Regions from separate parts of the Mus musculus genome. Here all the other regions are linked to region 3. Evidence: chromatin contacts called from public promoter capture Hi-C data. All regions are on one chromosome and are shown on one strand. The core of a region is the stretch at or near the end of the contact, and the rest is flanking DNA. Distances in the headings are between cores, read along the strand shown. Region 1 holds the start of Cldn3 (claudin 3). Region 2 holds the start of Rfc2 (replication factor C (activator 1) 2). Region 3 holds the start of Eln (elastin).

Region 1 (4,654 bases), core at 1,883-4,382, 240 kb before region 3:
CCAGAACCAATAACCGAAGGCAGACAGTTTAGGCGATTTTACTTTATCTTATGGTGGTTTTTCAAGACAGGGTTTCTCTGTGGAGTCCTGGCTGTCCTGGAACTCTCTCTGTAGACCTGAGACTGGCCTCACTCTGTAGACAGAGGCAGACCTGCCTGCCTCTGCCTCTGCCCCGTGCTAGGGATAAAGGTGAGCACCACCCCTGCCTGGGGAAAGCTAAAGCTTCTTTAGTTCCTTCTCTCTCCCAAACTCTGACACCCTAACGGCCTGGAGTGCTAAGAATCAGGCTCCCTTAACCCTGTCAGTTCTGCCTCAGAAAGGGGTCCTGCTATCATCTTTGAATGTCTCCTTCAAGTTTCTTTTACTCCCCCACCCCCACCCCCGGTTTTTTTTTTTGTTTGTTTGAGACAAAGTCTCCTTATGCAGTCCTGGCTAAACTGGAACTTACTACATAGACCAGGGTGGTCTCCAACTCACAGAGATCTTCCTGCCTCCACTGTGCTGGGATTAAAGCCATGCTCCAACATGCCCCCTCCCCGCTTTTTGAGACAGCTCACGTAGTCCAGGCTAGCTTTGAAATTGATATGTGAAGCAGGCATGGTAGTCAGTCTGGTCTACATGAGTTCCAAAACAGCCAGGGCTCTGTAGAGAGACTCTGTCAACAAACAAACAAACAAACAAACGAAAGAGAAAGAGAGAAAAGAAAAGGAAAATAAAGAAAAATGAAGTTGGTCAGTGGTGACACACACCCTTAACCCTAGCACTAGGGAGGCAGAGAGGCAGGCGGATCTCTGAAAGTTTGAGGCCAGCCTGGTCTACAGAGTGAGTTCCAGGACAGCCAGGGCTACACAGAGAAACCCTGTCTCAAAGGAGAAAAGAAAAGAAAAGAAAAGAAAAGAAAAGAAAAGAAAAGAAGAGGAAAAGAAGAAAGGAAAGGAAAGGAAAGGAAAAAGGAAAGGAAAGGAAAGAAAAAGGGAAAGGAAAGAAAAGAAAAAAGGAAAGGAAAGAGAAAAGAAATTTCTAAGTGTTAGAGAGGCCAACCTTGAACTACATTTCCACCTACACTTTCCAGACGATGTCACCCTTTTAAAGCCTAGGAAGCCAGGGACCTGTCCCCCTCCAAGAGCCCCGCCTCAGTTCCCTTTACCTTGTCCAAGAGGTGCCTCCAGTCTCAATATTGTTTAAAGCTGGGTCCCTCCCTCCCTTGAGGGCACTGGGAAGAAGGTGGGGTGGCCTTTCCCCTCATCTCTCCACCTCCAAGTCAGAAGACTTTGCCAAATGTCCCTTTTAGGTGTCCCCCAACACTCCCAGTGCTGGGAATGGAACCCAAGCCCCATGCATGCTACACAAGTGTCCTACCACTGAGCCACATCCCCACCGTCTGTCTGAATGGCAGTCCTTTAGGTGAGGCATTTGGTCTGAACAATAGGTCTTTTTGTTCCACGTCTCCAAATATGAAATCTCGGTAGAGAATGTAATTCTTTAGCTTGCACATCAGCTACCCCAAATGCCCGGAGCAAGGCTGTGGATACAAGCACAAACCAACTAGGCTGTCCCAGAGAAGAGTCCCTGTGTTCTTCCCCTTGCCCCTCTCCAGCAGAGTTCCTCATACGCCCTCTGGCTGGATTGCTAGATAAACCTCGCTCGCCATAGGGTCTGTGGAGATCAGTGCTGGGATATCTCCCAAGTGTTACCCACCTAGTGAGCACAAAAACTCATGTGTACCCCCACTTTCTCCTTACTCAACCTGTGAAGCTGTTTAAAGCTCGCTGCCCGTGATGAGGGCTATTCGAGGGACAGTCCCCAGCAGGTGCCCCGTAGGGGAGGTGGTAGCCTGTGCGGTGGCGTTCAGGATAAGGAAGCTCCAGCGACTGCAAAAAACGAAAGACTTTTATTGAAAAATATGAAATGGCCCGTTTCATGGTTTGCCTGTCTCTGCCCACTGTGAGCTTCTGCGGGGCTGGCAAGTAGCTGCAGTGGCCACCCCAGCCCAGTTCTTGGGAAGGGCGAGGTTTCTTTGTCCATTCGGCTTGGACAGTTCCTAGGCCCGGTAGTCAGGTGGCAGCCGGAGAAGGGGAGATGCCAGCCTGTCTGTCCTCTTCCAGCCTAGCAAGCAGACTGTGTGTCGTCTGTCACCATCTGGAAGGTGGGGTGGTCTCAGACGCGAGGCTGCACGCTGGACGGGTGGGGTTCATCGACTGCTGGTAGTGGTGACGGTACGGTCTGCGTGCACCCGGCCCCTCAGACGTAGTCCTTGCGGTCGTAGGCGGTGCCGGTACCGGTGCCAGGGCCGGTGGATCGCGGCGCAGAATAGAGGATCTTGGTGGGTGCATACTTGTCGCGCGGTGGGCAGGAGCAACACAGCAAGGCGCCCCCTAGCAACTGCAGCGCGGCGGCAGCCCAGCCCACGTACAACCCAGCTCCCATCTCCCGCTTCTGGGCCTCGGGCACCAACGGGTTATAGAAATCCCTGATGATGGTGTTGGCCGACCAGGACACCGGTACTAAGGTGAGCAGAGCCGCCAACAGGAAAAGCACTCCCGCCACGATGGTGATCTTGGCCTTGGCCGTCTCGTCTTGTACGCAGTTGGTACACTGGGCGCCCACGAGCGCCACGAGGAGCCCGAAGGCGGCCAGCAGGATGGACACCACGATGAGGGCTCGGGCGGCCTGCAGGTCCTGCGGCAGGGCCAGCAGCGAGTCGTACATTTTGCACTGCATCTGACCGGTGCTCTGCACCACGCAGTTCATCCACAGGCCCTCCCAGGTGATCTGCGCCGTGATGATGCTGCTGCCGATGAAGGCCGAAACGCGCCACATGGGAAGGGCGCAGCACACGATGGTGCACAGCCAGCCCAGCACGGCCAGCGACGTGCCGGTGATCTCCAGGCCCATGGACATGGCTGCTGGACTTGAACCGGCTCGGCCGGGCAGCTCAGGGGACTGGGAGACCAGGGATCGCGGCCGCTGGACCTGGGAATCAACTGCCCTTCGAAAACTGACGGACGTCTGTCGCCGGGAACGACGGGTGGGTGGCAAAGGACGGAGCGCGCTTAACGGCTCCTCTCCTGGGGCTCGCACAGAGACTGCCCCTGCACCTGCCTGTGGCTTTGGAGACTGGCTTCTGAGACTGGGTTGGCTCTGGGATGGGGTGGGTTGGACTTAGCTTGGTGCCTAGAGGAGGAGGGTGGAGCTCGCTCTTCTGGCCCAGGGGACAGTGACGTGTGTCCCGTCCAGTCCGGTCCGTCCTCCCCAACCCCCTTCACCATAGGAGAAAGGATTTGGCTAGAACCTCAATGCTGAAGTGTATGTGTTGTGTGTGGCGGGGGTGGGGGTGGGGTGGGAGAGTGTGTATCGAAGGAGGGCGGGGTCGTCTAAGCTCCCTCCCTTCCCAACCTCCCCAAGCTCCTTAAGCATAACGAATTCTCTAGAGCTATACAGAGTGGGAGGGGCGCTTCAAGGATTTGAAGTGCAAATCACCAATTGTAAACTGCTTGACTCTCTTGTCCCCCACCTCCGTCTTCTTTAGCGCGGGAGGCGTAGGATGGAGGCGCGGCCAATTCCTCTGGACAACCCGGACTGGGAGGACCTAGGTGGGGGCGTGGCTGAGGCTGTTTGTCGCCGTAGGTGGATGGAATTGTAGCACCTGCTCCAAGTCCCTCAGGCTTTGACACAAGCACTCTGGCCTTGTCCAAGTGCAACCTGATATACAGAACTCTGAAACCAGGGACAACGACCACCTGCAGAGCCCACTCTGCACCTCAGGGACCGGTGTTGAGTTCAAATTCTTGTCCAGCACCCTCATGTGACCTGGGCTGGTGGCAAGCCTACATGGCTTAGCTCAAATGCCCGCCCACCTAGAAGCTGCTTTCCCCCACGGAGGTTCTCTAGATGGAGTCTTGTTTTCTTTCCTTTGGGGGTGGGGGCGGGGCAGAGTGAGTACCAGGGTGAGTGAACAGTGGGAAAGAGATTTGATACACATGAGAAAAAAAAAAGACGTCTAGCCAGGTGTGTTGGCTCCTGCCTGAGGCTGAGGCAAGCAGACAGCTGTGAGTTCAAGGCCAGATACAGCGAAACTGTGTCTCACAACTCCTGTGCAGAAGCCCTGTGCAGCATGCCATGCCTGTAGTCCCAGAGCTTGGGAAAGTGGAGGCAGGCAGGAGTTCAAGACCATCTTGGCGACACGGAGAATTCAAAGCCAGATGGGCTACATGAGACCCTGGCTCAAACAAGCTACAAAGTAACACCAAAAAAGCCCCCAAAACACCAATTCCTTTTGCCTCCGGACACTGACTCCCCTGCCGCACACCTTGGGGTGGCGCATGCTCCGACTTCTCCCGTTGCCTCTTCCCTTCACCTCAGCTAGGATACAGCTCTTTTGGTTTAGTTTCCTATACATCCTCTTCGAGGACCCGTGCTTGGGGTCCTTTCTCCATGAGACACTCCTACAGCTCTCCGCATAGCTCACTGACCTCGCTTCATAGTTTCAGAGGCTGGAGATGGAGCTCAGTGGCTAGAGTGCTTGGCCAGCCTGCACGAAGCCTCTGGTCTGTCCCTGGCACGGAATAAACCCTAATAGATGGATGGCACTTCAGCAAGCACCACACCGAGATCCTCCCCAGCTGATTTGGAGGTCAGTGTGGGTGGCTTGGAA
Region 2 (4,674 bases), core at 1,725-4,224, 160 kb after region 3:
CAAACCAGAGTAAGCTGTGGTTTCTGTCTAGCCAGCCCCAGTGCACACCAATGCAGGGCTAGCGGGTGGGCTGTGATGGACCCAGGTGTACCCACTTGTTACACCAAATGGCTATCTTCAGGGTGTCTGTGGTGACAGGTAGCCAGTGCTGGCTCACTGTGTGATTTGGGACTATGACCGGGAAGCCTGGGTGGGCAGTTTTGAAAAGACTCTTGGTCATTTCATTAAAATGCCGTTCCCTTGGGGTTGGAGAGAGCCGGTACCTGAGAGCACGGATGCTCTTCTAGAGGACTTAGGTTAAATTCCCAGCAGCCTGCAGTTTCAGGGGATCCGATTTCCTCTCCTCACCTTTGAGGGCACTGAATACACCCACAGATATAAAATAAATTTAAAAAACCAGACATCCGTGCCTATAAAGAATCTATTTGTTCAGACAGGGTCTCATGTAGCCCAGGCTAGCCTGGAACTCACTATGTAGCAAAGGATGACCTTGAACTCCAATTTTTCAGCCTCTAGATCTCCAGGTCTAGGATGACAGGCATGTGTGTATCACTGTGCCCAGTCCACGGGGGCTGGCAATGGAAATGTGGGTTTCCATTTGACAGCAAGCGCCCTATCAACTGGACCACATCTCCTGATGGCCTGGAACTCATGATCTGTCTATCTCAGCCTCCTGACCACCAAGTTCTGCTTTTTAAATGAACAAGCAACATTAAAAGTCAAAAGGACGTTTTCCAGCTCTGCGTACAGATGTTGTAGATTTACTGTGATCTGACCATCAGTTTCCTTTGCTCTTTTTTTATATTCTGCTGTTTTCTCTCCTTTCCCTCTCTATTTTTGGAGACAGGGCTTCTCTACGTAGTTCTTGCCAGACTGGAACTCCTGATAGAGAGCAGGCTGGCCTTGAACTCAAGAGCTCCACCACCTCCAGCCTTAAGTATATATCCGTCCATGTTTATTATTTATATGTGCCATGGCACAGGCGTGGAGATCAGAGGACAACTCTGGGAGTCGGTTCTCTCCTTCCAAAGTGTAGGATCCAGGATTACACTGGGTTGTCAAGCACTCTAACCATTGGCCTCACACTCCCTGTGTAGCTAAGGTGTGAGCTACTCCAAGGGGATACCCACTTTCTTTTTACTTATTTCGATGGCTACCAGACAATGCTAAATTATATACATGGTGCATTTTCTTTTCTTTACTTTCCTTTTCTTTTTTGAGTGCTGGGGATGAAACCCTAGGCCCTGAGCATGCCAGGCAAGGGTCTGCCACTGAGGGATATTTCCAGTTTGCATACTTTTCTAGTATACTTTACACTTTAGGCCAGCATTCTCAACCTGTGGGTCGAGGACCCCCCACCCCCGCCCGGGGCTGTTGACTGACCCTTCCTCAGGGAATGCATAAGGCCACCAATAAACTTAGATATTGACATCATATAACATAACAGCAGCAGAATTGCAGCTATGAAGTAGCAATAAAAATTTTATAGTTGGGGGGGCACCCCAACATGAGGCACTGTATGAAAGGGTCACAGCATTAGGGAAGTTGAGAACCATTGCTCTGGAGAGATAGTTCAGTGAACCGAGGAACCTCTCTGTGGTCTGCTGTCAGAAACCTTACTTTTGATAAAGAAAAACTAGTGCTGGGGTAGCTCCATGCTAGCATGTGGTCTGGCAGCAAGTTCCATGCAAAAACTAAAAGCTCAAAATTCACCTGCAGCCCCTGTCCATAGGCAGAAGACACAGTGGGGTCAGAATTCGTCATTCTCGACTATACAGAAAGTCTGCAGCTAGCTTAGGGTGGTGAGACCTACCGTAACAAAAGTGAAACACACACACACACAGAGTTTTGTTTTGTTAAACAGTGTTTCTATGTGTAGCCCTGGCTGGCCTCCAACTCAGAGAATCACTTGCCTCTGACTTCCAAGTGCTGGGATCAAAGGTGTGTGCCACCACCTGGCTAAAGCTAATAGTTTTTTAAGATGAGATTTTTAAACAAATAAAAAAATATGAGGCCAGGGCTGGAGAGATGGCTCAGCGGTGACGAGCACTGCCCGCTCTTCCAAAGGCCTTGAGCTCAATTCCCATAGTGGTGGCTCACAACCATCCGTGATGGGTTCTGATGCCCTCTTCTGGTGTGTCTGAAGACAGCTACAGTATACTCATATACATAAAATAAATAAAAGCCATTAGCATTGCACTGCATGAGGGCCTATTAGTCACGTTTAAGCATCATTTAGATGAACCTCGAGACACATATTCCTCAATTTCCATAAATAAAAATCTCTACCTTTGCCTGGTGGCTTACACCTGCCATTCCAGTATTTGGGAAGCTGAAGCAGGAGAACTGCAGAAACTTCAAGACCAGCTTGGGCTTCACAGTGAACCCCAGGGCTGTGAATGGGCCTCAGTCCGTAGAGTGCTAGCTTAGCGTGCACGAGGCTCTGTGTTCCATCCCCAGCACTGCTTTACGGAAGTAATGCATGCCCTGTCACCCCAGGATCAACGTTCAAAGTCATCCTTTGCTACGTAGTGAGTTCGAGTCCAGCTTGGGTTACACAGGACACGATCTCAAAAAAAAAAAGAAAGAAAGAAAGAAAAAGAAAAGAAAAGAAAGAAAGAAAAACAGAATATCTAGCTTCAAGAAGGAAAGGGGAAATCTGCGCTCCTGGGGACATCTGCACCTTCTCTGTCCCCTAGACCCAGGTCGAACCCAGGGTTCCTGGAGCTCGGCCCGCCCTCACGTCTACGCGCGCGTTACTATGGCTGCAGGCTCACCACGGCAGCTCGTAGTGGCCGGCGGTCTTGCTGGGGACAGGCGAGGGCTCCTGCGCCCCACTCTCGGATGGGTCACAGCCACTCTCCTGAACCTCCATTCCGGTGGCTGCTCTTCCCGCCACCCGAGGCCCCGCCCCATGCCGCTTTGACGGAAGTCTGGGTCCTGGTTTCCGGGCAACGCCGAGAGGAAAGCGGAAGTGCGTTATAGAGGCGGTGAATCTCTTCCTGCGCCTGCGCAGAGAGCACCGCGTAGCCATCCCTGGCCGCTAGAGGCCGCAGTGATCTCAGGAGCTGGCGTTTGAGAGGCGGGGGGGGGGGGGGGGGAGACATTTTATTATATCTTATTTAATTGTGACATTAAATAAGATAAAATAAAATCATTTCATTTCTTTTTACTTTCATGGACTTTTATTTTTTTTGAGACAGGGTTTCTCTGTGTAGCCCTTGACTGCTCTGAAACTCACTGTGTAGACCAGGCTGGTCTTGATTTCAGAGATCTGCCTGCCTCTATCTCTTGTGTGTGCCACCAATGCCTGGCTAAAATAAGGTTTTTTTTGTTTTGTTTTGGTTTTGGTTTTTCGAGACAGGGTTTCTCTGTGTAGCCCTGGCTGTCCTGGAACTCACTTTGTAGACCAGGCTGGCTTCGAACTCAGAAATCCGCCTGCCTCTGCCTCCCAAGTACTGGGATTAAAGGCGTGGGCCACCACGCCCGGCTAAATAAGTATTTTTAAAGAGATGCTTTCTAGGCCCAGGTTTGGTGGCACAGGTCTTTAATTCCAGTACTTGGGAGCAGAGGCACATGGATCTTTGTAAGTTCAAGGCCAGCCAGAGCTATGTACTATCACAAATTTCAGAGCTATCACAAAAATTAAACAAAAAAACAAAAAAAATACAACAATAACAAAACTAAAGATACTTTCTGGCCAGGTAAAGTAACACACACCTGTCATTCTTTTTTTTTTTTTTTTTTTTTTTTTTTTTTAATCATATGTGAGTACACTGTAGTTGTCTTTAGACACCTCAGAAGAGAGCATCAGATCTCATTATGGATGGCTGTGAGCCACCATGTTGTTGCTGGGACTTGAACTCAAGACCTTTGGAAGAGTAGTCAGTGCTTTTAACCACTGAGCCATCTCTCCAGTCCCACACCTGCCATTCTTACACTACTAACAAGCCGGGCAGGAGGAGAGTGAGTTCTGGGACTAGAAAAGGGAGACTCTGTCTCAACAAAGCAACTACAACAAAAAAAGCTGACATGACACATACCTGTAGCTTCAGCACTTGAAAGACAGATGCCAGCCTGGGGTACATGAGATTCTTAAAGAAATAATAGGGCATGGGTCAGAAGCCTGGGTTCCACCAGTATCAACGAGGAAAAAAAAATGGTTTTCTCCAAGGTGGCATTTTCAAGGTTTAAGGCTGGTGATTTCCAAGCAGGCTCGCCCTACCGTTAGCAACCTCAGCAAACTGCTTATTTTCGTAGTCTGCCTGCCCAGACACATCCCACGGAGTGCCTCTGGTAAGCACAAAGGTTTTTATTTGAACTCTTTGGCTAAACATTAGCAGTTTTTTAATTGCTTTCCTTGCTTTTTGTTATTGTTGCTGTTGAGAAGGTGTCTCTGTAGCCCTGGCTGACCTGGATGTGTGAACCAGGCTGGACTTGAACCAGGGGAGATCCCCCCACCCCTGTCCTTGGAATGCTGAAATTAAAGGCTGTGCCACCACTTCTGGTCATGCTTTGTTGTTGTGTTCCCTCTTTAGCAATAAGAAAACAAGGAGAGAACTTTTACTGATGGGCACAGAGGACGGATTTTATGTCCCTGGATGTGGGGTGACCTTTAAGACCTCAGCTGTGGGTGGCTGATCATTGAGCCTTTCTTTCCTTTGGTTTCTGGTC
Region 3 (4,806 bases), core at 1,673-4,172:
TTGGACTTCTGTTTCTTCTGCCTCTGCCTCCCAAGTGCTGAGATTCCAAGAATGCACCACTATACCCATGTCTTTTGCTCTATAAGATCAGGTATTGCAAAGCAGCCCAAGCTAACCTGGAGCATGCTATTTAACTCAGGCTGGTATCACTCTATCCTCCAGTCATGAAGATGGTTCAGGGAGTAAAGGAAGCTTCCTGGAGAGCCTGATGACCTGAGTTCAAGTCCCAGGACCCGCTTGGAGGGAGCAGTGAGCCCATTCCTGCAAGCTCCTCTGATCCCCACATGCATGCCATGGCACATACACACACAATGGAACTGAACACTACGACCTCCTGCTCCCGCCGCACAAGCGCCGTGCCAAGCTCTGAGATGATCCTCCTATCATGTCTCCCTTTTCCAAAATTCTGGTGATGTCTTGGGTGGTAGATCATGGGATGGGGGAAATTGTCTAAGATCTCAGACTGACACAGTAGAGGCTCTGTTGAGCCAGACAGCTACACCACAAACGGGGGCAGAGATTGTAGACCTAGCTTCAGCCATGATACTGTTGGTACCAAATGGATACAGAACACTTCTGGGCTCAGGGTAGAAACGTGTGCCCAAGCTTTCCTTGTCTTTGTGCTGAGTTTCCTAGTTAAGGATAGCTGGCATCAGCAAACAGATGAGACAAGCGAGCTCTACAGAGGTACACAATTATCCCAATGCTCAGGAGGCTGAGTCAGGAGGCTCTGGGGTTCAAGGCCAGCCTGGGTTATATAGTGAGACTGTGAGCATCTTGGAAGAAATGGAGGAAGAGAGGAACGGGAGAGAGGGAAAAAGAAGTAAGGAAAGAGAGAAGGGAGGGGAAAGGAGACAGAAGGAGAAAGGCAGGAAGGAAGGAAGAAAGGAAGGAAGGAAGGAAGGAAGGAAGGAAGGAAGGAAGGAAGGAAGGAAGGGGGAAGAATGAAGAGGAAGACATAGGAGGGGGAGAAAGGAAAGAGTAAAGGGAATTATGGGGAAGAAATAGAAGGAAGGAGAGAGGAAATGAAGGAGGATAGAAAGAAGAGAGAAGGAGGAAGAGGAAGAAAAGTAGGAGAGGGAGAAGAGGAAAAAGAGGAGGAGGAGGAAATGAAGGAGAAGAAAAGAAGAAGGAGGAGGAGGAGAAAGAGAAGGAGGAGGAGGAGGAGAAGGAGGAGAAGAAGAAGGAGAAGGAGAAGGAGAAGGAGAAGGAGGAGGAGGAGGAGGAGGAGGAGGAGGAGGAGGAGGAGAAGAAGAAGAAGAAGAAGAAGAAGAAGAAGAAGAAGAAGAAGAAGAAGAAGAAGAAGAAGAAGAAGAAGAAGAAGAAGAAGAAGAAGAAGAAGAAGAAGAAGAAGAAGAAGAAGAAACACAAGAGCACCAAGACAAGAGAACCAAAAATTAGCCCAGGTCCACCTAAGCCACCTGCCTTTGATCTCCCACCCCCACCTCCGCCAATGCTGTCATCTCTGCAGACTCCTCTATGCCCTGTACTGTATAAGACATCTGATAAGACATCTTTAACTCACCCCTCTGCACCACCCCCTACAAGAGAAAGACTCTAGGACCTATGGCCTAGACTTTTTCTTCTAACCAACTATGACCTGTATACAGCAAGCAACCATCTCCCTCTCCTGTCCTACAGTACTCCACATACACTCAGGAGTCTGAGAATGACATAATCTTTCTCTGACCTACACTTCACATTCCTTAAAGCCTTACAGGATCTCCATATGCTCAGGGACAGGGTGGCCAGGGCACTGATCGCAAGCTTTCCTGGAGGGCTCTCTGCTGGTTCAGCATAGGCTGCCCCCTTCTGGCCAGTAGAGGAATAGCATCATCAAGCCTTCCCAGAGCCTCCAAGAGAATCAGTTTCCAGATGCAAGTGAGAGCATTGGACAGGTGGTGAACAAGCAAGAAGGAGAATACTGAGTTAATAGTCACCTGCACAGAGCTCCCACCTCCATGTTCCCTACCAGGCACCTAAGACCCAGTATGACCTCTGTTGGACACTGTGCCTTGCTCAGGGGCGGTGCAAAGCTGTGCTCGTGGCCCTTACAGAACCAACCAACACCTTATGCAAGGATCATCTTTGAGCCCTAGGGAGACACTAAATACATGGCTCTCACTCCCAAGCCACTCGCCTGACCTCAGCCCCTTGGTCTCTGCAACCATAGACCCATAGATCCAACACCCTTTCCCAGGCTTCAAACAGATGGCTAAGACCTGTCTCAACCATGATGAACTAGATCGTATGTCAAGGTCTCTAATCTGTTCCTAAAATGCCCCCACGGTACCATGTCTATCCTATTCTCTCTCCCAGACAATTCTGCTCGCAGACCTTGAACTCTATAGGCAGACTCCCTTAGCCCCATCAACCTACCTAACCCAGTTTTGGGTAAAGCCTGTCTCTAGCCAGGCTTGGGGGTGTTGGGGTGTCTGCAGGACCAGGGTGGGAGCTGAGGCGCGGGACAGCTGGCCTGTGTCCCCACACTGGGCCTGGGGCCCAGGCAGAGGGGCGGGGGCCTGGCTACTCCAGCCTTGGCTAGGGCTGGGATTTTTTGGCCGGGCTGCCTGGGCCCTCCCTCCTGCTTCCTCTCCAGAGGGCTGTCCTGGCAAAGGCCCCCCTTGCACTTTCTGGCGGGAACAGGGCCAGGAGCAAGCAAACAGCTACAGAGGGAAAGCGGGAAAGCGATGGGGGGGGGGGGGGGCAGAGCACGCGCGCGTCAGTGTGTGTGTGTGTGTGTGTGTGTGTGTGTGTGTGTGTGTGTGTGTGCAGGAAAATAGACCCATAGTCGAGGCAGATTCAGCCTAGGAGGCTTGCAAGTCTGGCCTTTCGTAATTGCCCCCTCCCCCGCGGCCCCCTCCCCCAGCTCCCCCTCCTCCCGCCCTCCTCTCACCCGCCCTCTCTCCCTCCCTCCTTCCCTCACAGCAGCCTACCAGGCAGCAATTACGCTTTGGGGATAAAACGAGGCGCTGAGAGCAGGCTGGGGCAGTCCTCCCCGAGATGGCGGGTCTGACAGCGGTAGTCCCGCAGCCTGGCGTCTTGCTGATCCTCTTGCTCAACCTCCTCCATCCCGCGCAGCCTGGAGGTAAGGGGCCCCTCGCCGGTCCCACGCTGCCCCTCGCTGGTCCCACGCTGTCCACAATCTGCGGGACCCTGCCGGCCAGGTGGCAAGACTGATGGGGAATCCCGGAGATGGATGAGCCCTTCAGCTCCAGATCCCCCCTCCTCGAGACAGGGAGGGTTCTGGGAACTGTCTCCTCTTGGGAGCCAGCTCCGTGTTAGGGGTCCTGTCAAAGCTACACTCCCGCCAGTCAGGATGGTCCCTACCTCCTGTCCAAGCTCGAAGGGGTCCTCTGAGTCACCTGAGTACTTTCCAGTGGTGGTGGCAGTTTGCATACCTGTGCACACCTGTGTACATACCAGCCTGGGGAGAGACAATCCTGGTTTGTCTTTGCTTGGAGATGTTCGGATTCTGTGTGTGTGTGTGTGTGTGTGTGTGTGTGTGTGTGTGTGTGTGTGTATGCGCCCGTGTGTGTTTCATACTATGTTGCACAGGTGTCAGTGTGAGGTTCTAGCCAAGCATGTCCCTGAAGGAAATGTGTCTGGGATGGTATGAAGGTCTGTTCACAAGTCCGTTCCTAGACAGATGGAGGTACAGGGAGGCAAACCGTGAAGTTGTGTGATGGGATCTGCCAAAGTCCAACACCCAGCTGGGCGTGGTGAGCCACACCTGTGACCCCCAACATGTAAGTTCAAAGCCAACCAGACCCCGTCTCAAGAGCAACCAGGAGGGTTGAGGACGTCCCTGTTGATGGAAGGCATGCTAAACATTCTCAAAGCTCTGAGTAAACTAGGTGGGCGTGGTGACACATACCTGTGTGGTGGTCATCGGAGGATCAGGAATTCAAGACATCATTGGCTACCTAGTGAGCCATTTGGGTTCTATCAGGCTGTCTTAAAAAAAAAATGTCCTAAAGACGTCTGGTGCCCAGGTGTAGGACGTCACTGTGTGTGTGTGAGCGTGAGCGAGTCCATGCCTGTATGAGGGTTTGCTGAGATGGAATACAGGCCAGAGCGTGAGCTGGGGAAAGTGCCCATCTCCTGGCAATCAGGACATGGCTGGTATCAGAGGCTGAGCCTCAAGGTATCCTTTTGGTCATCTGATATGTATCCTGACCGGGCATGTTGGGTTATGGGGAGGAAGGAGTCTGCTCCCAGATGAAAGGTGCATCCAGCTGTGGGGAAAGAGGTGTGAACCTATGAACCATCTGCTGGGGTCTGGTTTCCCTAAGAGACCTCATTGTTGTGGGAACCTGAACTTGGACTGGGGACAGGAGGCTACAGGGCGGGGTTGGACAGGGCTGTGGTCAGAGACTGAATAAGAACAGCATCTGTCCCATGAGACTTACTTGCTGGGGGCTAGGAGCCCACTGTAGAACAAGAGTTCCAGGGCTGGAACGAGACTGAGGTTTGTGGGTACCAACGGGAGGACCCATTAAAGAGCAGTGTCTCTGGGTCACCTGACCCTCCTGCCCCAGATGTGGTCTCGTAACATTTGCCCACCCTTCTCCCTGGATGGTTATACTAGTTCATCATAAAGAAACTGTTTATCTTTACAAATAGGGAAGCTGAAGTTAGGCATGAAAAACCACACCTGACACAGGATGCTATCGAGTCGAGGGCAGCCTGAGCTATAGTGAGATCTTGTCTCAGTATCATCTACAAGCAGGCTAGAGGCGTGGCTCGCCTAGGAGAGTTCTCATTTGCACACTCGGAGCTCTGCATTCTATCCCCAGCACCACA

The links. Promoter capture Hi-C pulls out the DNA fragments that hold promoters and counts their contacts.
Region 1: a promoter capture Hi-C map of stem cell-derived epiblast-like cells shows a contact between it and region 3, with 4 times the contacts expected there. The contact joins the promoter of Cldn3 here to the promoter of Eln in region 3. A contact is called at or near these places in 18 of 39 promoter capture datasets (the 3T3-L1 cell line, 3T3-L1-derived adipocytes, the C10 cell line and 12 more), 9 of 484 Hi-C or Micro-C datasets (the AML12 cell line, B cells, the C10 cell line and 4 more), 3 of 115 datasets of contacts at active chromatin or transcription factors (embryonic forebrain, epiblast stem cells and forebrain) and 1 of 9 other capture datasets (adipose tissue).
Region 2: a promoter capture Hi-C map of liver shows a contact between it and region 3, with 2.3 times the contacts expected there. The contact joins the promoter of Rfc2 here to the promoter of Eln in region 3. A contact is called at or near these places in 6 of 39 promoter capture datasets (the 3T3-L1 cell line, cranial neural crest, embryonic stem cells and 2 more), 1 of 115 datasets of contacts at active chromatin or transcription factors (embryonic stem cells) and 2 of 9 other capture datasets (adipose tissue and pancreatic islet).

The regions. Positions count from the first base shown.
Region 1 is chr5:134,984,692-134,989,345 of GRCm38.p6, reverse strand. It overlaps Cldn3 (claudin 3), which reads right to left and starts at 3,132. Exons shown (of 1, transcript NM_009902.4): 1 at 1,870-3,132. The coding sequence starts at 2,901. The coding sequence ends at 2,242. Wbscr25 (Williams Beuren syndrome chromosome region 25 (human)) reads left to right here. Exons shown (of 5, transcript NR_026907.1): 5 at 1,756-1,913.
Region 2 is chr5:134,580,990-134,585,663 of GRCm38.p6, reverse strand. Rfc2 (replication factor C (activator 1) 2) reads right to left here and starts at 2,974. Exons shown (of 11, transcript NM_020022.2): 1 at 2,778-2,974. The coding sequence starts at 2,875.
Region 3 is chr5:134,745,439-134,750,244 of GRCm38.p6, reverse strand. Eln (elastin) reads left to right here and starts at 2,922. Exons shown (of 37, transcript NM_007925.4): 1 at 2,922-3,088. The coding sequence starts at 3,004. It overlaps Gm30003 (a long non-coding RNA gene), which reads right to left and starts at 4,533. Exons shown (of 4, transcript XR_868587.3): 1 at 2,937-4,533.